Linked DNA regions of Oryctolagus cuniculus: region 2 is linked to region 1. Evidence: chromatin contacts called from public Hi-C data. All regions are on one chromosome and are shown on one strand. The core of a region is the stretch at or near the end of the contact, and the rest is flanking DNA. Distances in the headings are between cores, read along the strand shown.

Region 1 (5,066 bases), core at 353-2,852:
GTTGGGTTCCTTCAAGAGGCGAGGGTTTGCGCTGGGAATCAGGAAGGAAGAGGCCGCCTTTGATTGGAAGTGTGCCCCGTGGGGAGGAAGGAGCACCTTGAGGTTCTGGGGGTACCTGGAGCCAGGTGGCCAGTGGAGAGGGATGGGGGAAAGAGACATCACTTAGGACCCTGGGTGGTTCGGGAAGCAGAAAAACAACTTGTTTCTAAAGCAGCCGGACTGGTTTGCACCGGAGGGTTTGTGTCTGTTCTGTGCCTATAAATACCAGAAGGGTGCCTGTGGGGAGCCTGCCCTCAGCAGCAGCCCCCCCCCCTCGCCGGCTCTGTCCCTTGGGGGAGCTGGGTGAACGCCCCCTCCCAGGCCCACTGCCACTTGAAGCCACTTTGGTCGGCGTCTGTGGAGTCCCTAGCCAAGTTGGCTGCAGCAGGAGTCGCTGGGTAAGGCCGGGGCATTGGCCTCCGCCTCTGAAGCCAGCCAGACAGGAGGGGCTGCTGTGGGTGTGCAGGGAGGGGGGAGCGGAGCGGGGAAGGTAGAGTGGGAACAGGGCTCTCTTCTGGATCAGAGGAGGGCTCCCTCGTCCCAAAGCGATTCCTCAGACCTGCTGAGTCCCCCAAATGGCTTTTCTGGGTTCTTTCCAGGTTCCCCATAGGCACCCATAATCATTGAGGGTACACCAAGGTAATTCATGGAACATTTTATCTGAAAGATTGTTGGTTAAGTTTGCTTCCCAACTCCCTGGGTTGTTGTTGAGTTCAAATATCATTAGGGACTGGGGCCATTTATATGCCCAGTCCCTCACTCCCGGTCAACAGGACCCCCAACAGCCCCCTCCTCACCTCCCGCTCCCCGAATCAGGAAGAGGTCTTCAGGTTGCTTCTCTGTCCCTTTGGCCAACACATGGGTGCCAGCGATCATTGAAATATTACAGCCTGTCTCGCTGCCTGGCCTCGCTCAGACCCCGGGGCCTGGATGGGAAGTCAGACCGGACATCAGTGCCCCAACTGAGTAATCTGTGTCACTAGGGCTTCGAGCCCAGGATGTGAGCCGAGGCGATTCCCTGTTTTGGAAGAAAATCAGACAGGAAACCAGTGCTAGGAAGAAGGAAGAGAAGTCCGTCCAGCAGTGTAATGGGGCCTCATTACCGAAGCAAAAAGCAGCTGTTGGCTAATTCCTGGCATGCTGTAACACATGAGGATTTTGCAATTAGCAACAACCAGTGCACGGGGTTCTCAGACGCCTGCCCGATGGGCCCGGCAGCGGGAGCGAGGCGTGTTTCAGACCAGAGCCTTGGCAAGGGAATGCTGCTTCGGCTGAGTTTCTCAGTCCGCCGCTCCTTGGCGCTTGGCGGTTGTGGGCAGGGGAGGACTTTTCCATGGTCGCCCCACTTTGAACAGAATTCTGTGGTCCCAAGGGCTGACCTCAGAGGCCTTTGTTACTTAGCAGGTCTGTACCATGACCCCACCCGATCCCAGGCTCCAGGTAACTTTATTATACACCAGATAAAACCTATAATCACTTTATTTCTCTCAGCTTCCTTTACTGGGAGACTTTCTGGCAGTAGATGGGCCTTGCTGCTTTATGGCATCACCAGGGACCAGTCAGCCCAAGACACTGCTCTGGTTTTTCTCCTTGAACAAGTGCATATTGTTTTTCCCCAGGTGTCTCTCTGGGAGGGCTGCAGTCTTCCCCATAAGTCTGTTGCTTCCCTCTCCCCCGTAGCTACCCAAGGCTGGATCTTCACACATGGCCGTGACTTCCAAAGCCAGTGGGGTTGGGGGCAGGGTGGGAGGGAGCAGACAACTCTTTGTTAAAGCTTCTGTTCTTGTAGATGGCAGGAACTTAAAGCATGAAAAATATTTCCTGTTCCAGTTGTAGTTTTAATCTCAAAGCGTGGTCATTGGTGATTTTGTTCTGTCGGTCCTGGTGGCACACACCTCCCCCTCCCGGCCTTTTTCTTTTTGTTGTTGTTGTCTCGCTCCTAACTTTCCTAGGAAAACACCTCCCAGATATATGCCCTGCTCAGCTGCTGGACGGTTGTGGAGTCAGGGCCTGGGCATTACGCAATCCAGCCGGTTACACAAACACAGGTCATTTCATAACGTGTTTTCATCAGCTGGGCCCCCTCTTAATGAAAAAGCAAAACAAAAACAAGACCCAGAACTTTTCCAAGGCTGCTATTTGTCTGTTTCTCAGATAACTTGCGAAAATAAATCAAGGAGGAAAGAGGGTGCTGTTTCCTTTTTGGAACCAAGGAATAGCAGACTACTCTCTTCCTTAACCACCCTTTCCCAAGACAGACACACACGCACACACACACACGCGCACACACACACAAAATTCCCCGGAGTGAACTTTTGCCAACTGTACCAGGCTGGGACATTCCTCACATCAAAGAACTTTTACCAGAAATGACTGCCATTCCCAAGCCAGCCTCACTCACACCTCTCTAGTGCCCCCTACAGGAGGTTTTCAGAAGCACTCTCTCGGGGATGTATTTTTCCAGCCCCAGAGTGTTCACTTGGTTCGTTTTCAGAATTCTTAGGATATTTTTTTTTCTTTTCAATTAGGGACAAATAAATGCCATCTATGGAACAGTGGCCAACTAGGAACTTCATGACTCCAAAATGAGTTTCTTGTTTTGTTTTGTTTTGCTCTAAATAAAACCAGATTGAAACAGGAGTGCTTTTTTTCTTTCCCTCCATTGGTGTCTGTGTGTTCCCTAGGATGCCAGCACGATGTTTTCAAATTCCCAAGGCTTGTTTTCTTGATGTGTTTGTGTTGGGGAGGGGGTGTCATATAGAGCTGGAGGGGAGGTGGGGGTGTAGAGTAAGGGTCTGGGTGCTTTCTTTTCTTTTGCCTTGATCTGACAGATGTTGTAGATTAGGATCAAACAAAATGTTATCCCAGGAATTTGTCTGTTCCGCTGATTCTTGGTGGTGGAAGTCAGCTCCACTTTTTCATCAAAGTGAATGGGGTGAAACAGCAGTCAAGTATTGTCTGAGTGGCCGCTGAATGTTCCTATGCCGGGCCCCGCATGCATTTCCACTCCTGTGTGAGTATTCCTGCCCGTCTCATTCTTCAGGGTGACTGGCTGGGAAGCTGGGGTGTCTGCCTCTTCCTCTCCACTGTCATAGCAGCGCCCTGGAACTAACACATCCTAATCACTGCTGGCCCTGACAAAGCCTACGCGGCCGCGGCCGTGGGTCAGGTCCGGGAGGCTCCGCGAGGCTTCTCGTTGAATGGCTCTCTAGAATTTCTTCTGAAAATCTTCCTCGTGAGGAATCTTTGTCCTCTGAAGGGTGAGTTTGATATTTGGACCTCACCAAAAGCTCTTTGGAAGCCATGACATACAAAGTCTGGGTGGTCAGGCTGGATCCAAGGTAGCTATGTGACTCGGAGTCCTGGAGTCTGCCGGGAGAATGTCCCCCGGGACAGAGCGCCCCATAGCTGCCACCTTCGGGGCCAGCACATACCTATGCCTCGGATTCTTTTTCTGTCTGTGAAAACAGAAATAAAGATGCTGGTTTTGAGAACGCTCACACCCTGGCTTATGAAACATAAGAAAAAGGGAGAAGCAGTGCGGGCAGGTCTCTCCCGAGCTGTGTGTGATAACTTTGGTGGCCACCACGTTTCAAAATACTGGCAGCGGCCCCGACTGAAGCGAAGCTGCCTGTGCCACCCCCACCCTGGCCCCCTGGGCCCCAGAGAGAAGACACAAAATCTTCTCCTGGGTCTGTCTCGTCTCCCCTGCTTTCCTGCAGCCCACGAGAGAGGGAGGCTGGTGTCGTTGAGAAGAGGCTGGGGGAGGCAGGGCACCCGCTGTGGTGCTTGTAATGCTGCGAGCTCTGGGGAACGGTTGGGTGCGCAGCCACGTTTCCACCCCGACGGGCGTGGCGTTCCCTCGGAGAGGAGCCGAGGGCCGTCCGGGGCAGTCCGTGAGGACTGGTTGGCTTGCCTGATGAGGGCTTTGGGCCACAGTGGCCCCTGTTCATCAGACGAGTGGAGGGAGCCCTCACTGCACCTCCGCGGGGAGGTCATGGGCGGAGGCAGCCTTGACCCTGGCCTTGTGTCTTCCCCCGAGGTCATCGTCTGGGTTGCTGTTGGAATTTTCCTTTTCCCATCATGGGACTCGAAAGCAGGGGTTCTGAAAAAGCTGCCAGTGCTTCCCTGGACACGCACAGGCAGACCTGCTTGCCTGGTGAGGCGGGGCCCAGAGTCCTCCGGGACTCCTGGCTTGCAGGCATCACTGCGGTGGAGAAGTGCCCGGCAGAGGGGCGGGCCGGGACCGCCAGCCGTCACCTCCAACTCAGCTCGACAGCCTCTGGAGCAGCTGTCTGCCCTGTGGCCTTGTGGGAGGTGGGGGCACGGACCCTCTGTCTGACACCCTGTGGCCGGAGGCCCAGGCGAGAGCCTCATTTCTAAATCCAGGGCCCTGCACTTGTCTTGAAAGAATCTTTTCTGCCATCAGCAACTGCTGGGCCACGGGCTCTGGCTGGCGTGCTGCAGTCGGTCCTCTGTCCCTGGCCGTCTATCTCCGGGGCCACGGATGAGAGCAACCAGGCGCTGACAGGACAGCTCCACGGCACCTTAGGGAGATCCCGGGTTCCCAAAGACCCACGGCAAGGCTCGCATGGGCTTGACCTTCAGCTCAGGGTTCAGAGACCCAAGCTGACGCGTGAGAGCCGCTTCCCTTGGCCCCGGGCACGGAGACTGTCTCCGGTCTGAGTTTTGCCTTTCTTCTTTTCTCTCCGATCCCGTCCCCTGCAACCTGAGCACTGGAGTTGACTGCTGCTTAAGGTCAGGGGTCGGCAGACTGGGGCGTTTTTGGAGTGTGTCACAGCTCCCAGGCACGCCCACCGCTTCCCTCCCCTCTGGGGCGGCTTTCACATTCCACCAGCAGAGCTGAGTTGCGACAGAGACCCCCAGAGCCTAAAATATTTGCTGTCTGGCCCTTTCTAGCACATGTTTGACAAACTCTGCTCTGGAAGGCCCGTGGGGGCCACTTTGTCCTTTTACAGGCATTCTTGCCCACCCAGAAGTCACCAGGGTGACACAGCGAAACAAAA
Region 2 (4,991 bases), core at 612-3,111, 700 kb before region 1:
AACCCAGCCAGTTGAGCCATCACCTGCTGCCTCTCAGGGTGCAGGTAGGAAACTGGAATGGGGGGCCGAAGCCAGCACTGGAACTCACGTCCTCTGGTACAAGACATGGACATCTTAATTGGCAGCTTAACTGTGGTGCCAGATCCCCACCATGGACAGGAAATTTTTGATCTCCCAGGAACTGGGTGGCAGCATGAGAACATGAGCAAGCTCGCGTTCAGAAAGGTTATGAGACTGTGGGTAGTCCCCGACGCTGGTCAAAGAACACGTCACCTTCAGCAAAATAGCAGGTGCCAAAAGGCCCGAGTGTCCATCAAGTCCGTGTCATACTTTCAGCACCAGGTTTCCAGGGCTCAGAAGAAGCCCAAAACTGCAGGACACCGGAAGTCACCAGCAGCTCTTAGGTTAGGGGCCTAAGACAGTGGTTTTTAGACAAGCGCCGTGGGAAGAGGAGGAGCCAGCTCAGACCCCTCATCAGCTGAGGCTCACGGAGGCGCGTGTCTCAGTGGTAGCAGACCCGGGAAGCGGGCCACTCCATGGATTACCAGTGGAACTGCACATTGGGGTGCACATTGCCGAGTAGTATCTGTGTGAATCTGCGTTCACATCTAACTTCTAATACTCTCTTTAAATCCGTATACACCATGAGTAGTTTCTGGTCTCAACCCAGTACTCTGGACATCCATGCTACTACTGGCTGTCGCCCGGCCCCCGTAATTGGTCCTACTAGTTCAGTTCAGCCTGAAACCCCTGCTTCTCTGCTTCAGCAGCCCTAGAGGCCTGGGCTAGGTGCAGGCCTGTTGGGTTTCCATCGTGTTCCAGAACGTGCTGCTCTCTCACCTCAGCCTGCAACCGGCCTGCTTTCCATCAAGACCTGGACTGAAGACGTCCACATATGATAGATAATACATGGTGCTTGTCCTTCTGGGTTTGGCTCACTTCATGTTATATAAGGATGTCAGTTCTGGCCAGTTTGCTGCAAATGCCTGGATTTCTTTTTAATGACGAATCATTCTTCACTGTGTGTCCATCCCACGTCTCCCTTACCCATTCGTCCATTGACGGGCATCTAGCTGACTCCCTATCTTGGCTGTTGTGAATAGTGCTGCAAGGAATTCGTAGTGCAGAGATCTCCTTCCTGCTCCTTCAGAGAGACGCTCAGAAGTGGGGTGGCTGGGTCAGACGTTAGACCTGCGCTGAGTTTTTGGAGGAGCCTCCATCCTATTCTCTGTAACGGCTGTGCTATAAACCTCACTTCTAAGAATCTCCCGTGCATCCTACTGCCCAGCCTAAATGTGACCTCATTAACCACTGAACGCTCCCTTCTGGTGCTGTCTTCCATCCAAGGACCGGAAGTCTGAACACTCTGCTCCTTTGGTTGTTCACTGTGCAGGAGAACAGATGAGAGCTGTGGTCTGGGCACACGGATGCACTTGAGCTATGGGCCCTCCAGCAAGTCGTTTCACTTCTCTGGGTCTTGTTTGTCAAATACAACATCGGCTTGTTGTCTCTAACAATCTGAGGTTCTGGGTCTCACCTTGGCCAAAACAGAAGATTCAAAAGTCCTACACATCGCCCCACCCGTGCCCAGGTAGGGAGAGAAGGGATTACTGGCCGTCTTGGGACCGTGGGGACGACCCTGGCGCAGATGCCTACTTGCCCTTCATGGACTTGAATTTGAGCAGAGTCTATTGGGTGGGGCCTGGGTGGAAGGAGTGAGATAGTCTCCATACCTCCCACCTCCCCGCCTGATTGCCTCAGAAACTGTTACTTAATCCTCCTAACCACTTCCGGGGGTGGAGGAGGGAGGCGCAGATGGGTAACAACTGATGCAATCGGCAGTCCAAAGCTTGTCTTGTTCTTCGAGGACAAAGGCAAGGTCAGTAGGGCTGGGCCAAGTTGGACTGCAGCTGCACGGCCCTGCTCTTTGTAGAGTTTCAACTTCCTCTTCTTTCCTTGACCCTTTCTGCTTTTGACTCAAGGAACAGCAGAGCTCTGAGCAGCAGGGCTGAGAGTGATCGCTCACCCTCAGCTACCGTCTTGTGCTCTGTGACCTGCAGCTAAAGTGACCGCGCTTACCTGCTGGGAATGTACACAGAGCGGGCACCCGGCAGGGGGATGGCTGTTCTGAGATTCTGCCTCCATCAGCTCGTGCTTCCCACGCGCTGTTCCAGGAGGAAATGGGGCCAGCCGGAAGGATCAGAGAGTCGGAAGATCTAGAAATTTCCTCTGTGCCACCAAAGCTGCCAACTAGGACCGGAAGACTGCCTGGGCTTGCTTGCTTTTTTCCTTCCTTTTTGAGATTTGTTTATTCCTTTTGGAAGTCACAAGGAAGGAGAGAGAGAGAGGTCTTCCATCTGCTGGTCACTCCCAGAATGGTCGCAATAACCAGAGCTGGGCCAGGCTGAAGCCAGGAGCCAGGAGCTTCATCCAGGTCTCCTGTGTGAGTGCAGGGGCCCAAGCACTTGGGCCATCCTCTGCTGCCTTCCCAGCATATCAGCAGGGAGCTGGATAAGAAGTGGAGCAGCCAGGACATGAACCAGCGTCCATATAGAATGCCGTGTCACAGGTGGCAGCTTAACCTGCTACGCCACAGCACCAGCCCCAGCAGGGATCTTTTAATCTTCTAACTTAGAAAAAAAGATTCTGTGAGGGAGGAAAGAGAAGTATCCAAAAGGAACAGTGCACTCCAAAAGGCCAAGCTTGACGATGTGCAACTGTATCCATTGCAGATGGCAAAGGTCTTGGTTTTACTACACCATATTTCAAAACTGCAGATTCTCTGCAAAAGACGCGGGGAGGCAAGTCTGAACACTTAGGTGCCACTCCACCTGTCATCATTGCAACTGATGGAGCACTAACTGTGCCTGGCCCTGTTACCACATTCACTCCTGTTACCCGTTACCATGTTTCATTCTCAGAAAAGCTGTAGGAGGTAAGAGTCTGTCTTATCCACACTTTAGAGATGCAGAAATGGAGGCATGGAGCCTTTAAACTTGCCCAAGGAGGCAGAGCTAGAAAAGTGGTCAAGCCAAGGTATTGTGGGCCTGTGCTCGTAACCACAGGGAGACCGGCCTGACACAGGTGCAGCATGGAGACGGGACAGAGTCCTGTGCATCACAGGGGTCACCCCAAGTCTCTAAGCCCCAGGCTCCCCAGTCGTTTCAGTGAGTGAAACCTGCAGTTTTATTTCTGAGGTTTACTTTACGTGCAGATTTTCAGGAACGTGTTGTTTGAACGTACCAGATAGACGTTTGCTCTGTGGGAAGGTTCGCACCTAAACCTTTCACCACATCAGTTCATACTGGCGGGATTACTTTTGTTAATAATTAATTAACGATCAACTTTCTTATTGGTGTTGAATAAATTTAGAAGGGCGACTTGGGCAAGGTAGTTTATAATTGAAGCATGAATTTTATGATTGTACATTTGTTCGTATACATTCATACATAATCAATTTGACCACGGGAAAGAATGAGATTGTAAAGCGTTAGTGTGGTAGAGCCAGAGTTGGGGGCTTTCTCCTTGCATCAGCCATCAACTTGATTTATAAATGTTTTATCTCATTAACCTGTAAGTCATAGAGCTAATTAGTGACTCTGGGAACTGCAAAGCACACTGAGCCATCACGTAGCTCTGTAACTTCACCGTGCACCAAATTAAACCAGGCCCAATTATTTCCAAGTCAGAGAAGACACCTTGTGAAAGCTTTGCCTCCTTCATTTCAAATGGCTCAGTGTCCCCAAAACCAGACGTGACGGGGACTTGCCTTTCCTTCTGGCTGCCCGCCACACGGCATCAAAACCATCTGAAGCTCCCCAGACTCTTGCTTCACAGGCAAATGAAAGCAGGTTGTGTGCTTCCCCTTGGTGGGTCAGAGTTGTCTCAGGACCTGTGGAGGGCGCTGCCTCCTGTCTGCAGCTGGGGATCAGAGCAGCCACCTCAGGGACCCATCTGCTCAGGAAGCTGCCATTAATATTTTATGTATGAGAGAGAGAGAGAGAAAGAGAGAGAGAGAGAGAGAGAAATCCTCCATCTGCTGGTTCATTTCCTAAATGGCTGGGGCTGGGACCGGCTGAAGCCAGGAGCCTGGAACTCCATCCAGGTCTCCCATGTGGGTGAATGACCCAGCACTCCAACCATCTTCTGCTGGTTCCCCCGGCCCAGTAACGAGGACCTGGATAGGAAGTGGAGCAGCCGGCTTTCTCACTGGCTCTGGAATGGGATGCCAGCGTGCCAGGTGGCAGCTGCCATCGTGAGGTCAGTCAGTCCCTGAGTACTAACAGACTGCAGGCATCCTTGTGTTTCTCCCCCCACCAACCCCCATTCTCATTTTTAGGACACAAGCCCTCAGGACGCAGTGGCCAGGGACCAAGTCTCAGGCATGCGTAGATGCAGCCTTTTCCCGTCTCTCCCAAGCCTTCTAGGGGAGGGTTCTGAGCGGCCTGGCTCCTCCCCATTTCTTGTGGCTGGGTTAAGGTGGATGACTGGGGCCAGCATGCTGTTAGAAATGCAACTGCCAGGGCCGACGCCCCGGCTCACTTAGGTTAATCCTCCGCCTGCAGCGCCGGCACACCGGGTTCTAGTCCCCGTCGGGGCGCCGGTTCTGTCCCGGTTACTCTTCTTCCAGGCCAGCTCTCTGCTGTGGCCCGGGAAGGCAGTGGAGGATGGCCCAAGTCCTTGGGCCCTGCACCCGCATGGGAGACCAGGAGAAGCACCTGGCTCCTGGCTTCAGATCAGCGCAGTGCGCTGCCAAAGCGGCCATTTGGGGGTGAACCAACGGAAAGAGGAAGACCTTTCTCTCTGTCTCTCTCTCTCTCTCACTGTCCACTCTGCCTGTAAAAAAAACAAAAACAAAAACAAAAACAAACAAACAAAAAAAAACCGGAAATGTGACAGCCGAAGGACTTCACATAAGACAGGCAGGGAGCTGTCCTTGCACTGAGAATGGGCTGCGTGCAGGAGCTGGGCGGCACTTTGGGTGGGGAAAA

The links. Hi-C and Micro-C count contacts between places; a contact is called where the count stands out from the background.
Region 2: a Hi-C map of embryonic fibroblasts shows a contact between it and region 1, with 9 times the contacts expected there. The contact joins two enhancer-like sites. A contact is called at or near these places in 4 of 6 Hi-C or Micro-C datasets (ear pinna, embryonic fibroblasts, skin fibroblasts and 1 more).

The regions. Positions count from the first base shown.
Region 1 is chr2:174,536,442-174,541,507 of mOryCun1.1, reverse strand. All of the region lies in intron 1 of FOSL2 (FOS like 2, AP-1 transcription factor subunit), which reads left to right. Among named protein-coding and RNA genes, the nearest start is that of FOSL2, 6.9 kb to the left of the region's middle. Within about 2 kb of position 1,602, at least 3 of the 8 cell types and tissues checked have an H3K27ac peak or open chromatin away from gene starts, as enhancers often do.
Region 2 is chr2:175,236,846-175,241,836 of mOryCun1.1, reverse strand. No RefSeq gene overlaps it. Among named protein-coding and RNA genes, the nearest start is that of MRPL33, 16 kb to the right of the region's middle. Within about 2 kb of position 1,861, at least 1 of the 8 cell types and tissues checked has an H3K27ac peak or open chromatin away from gene starts, as enhancers often do.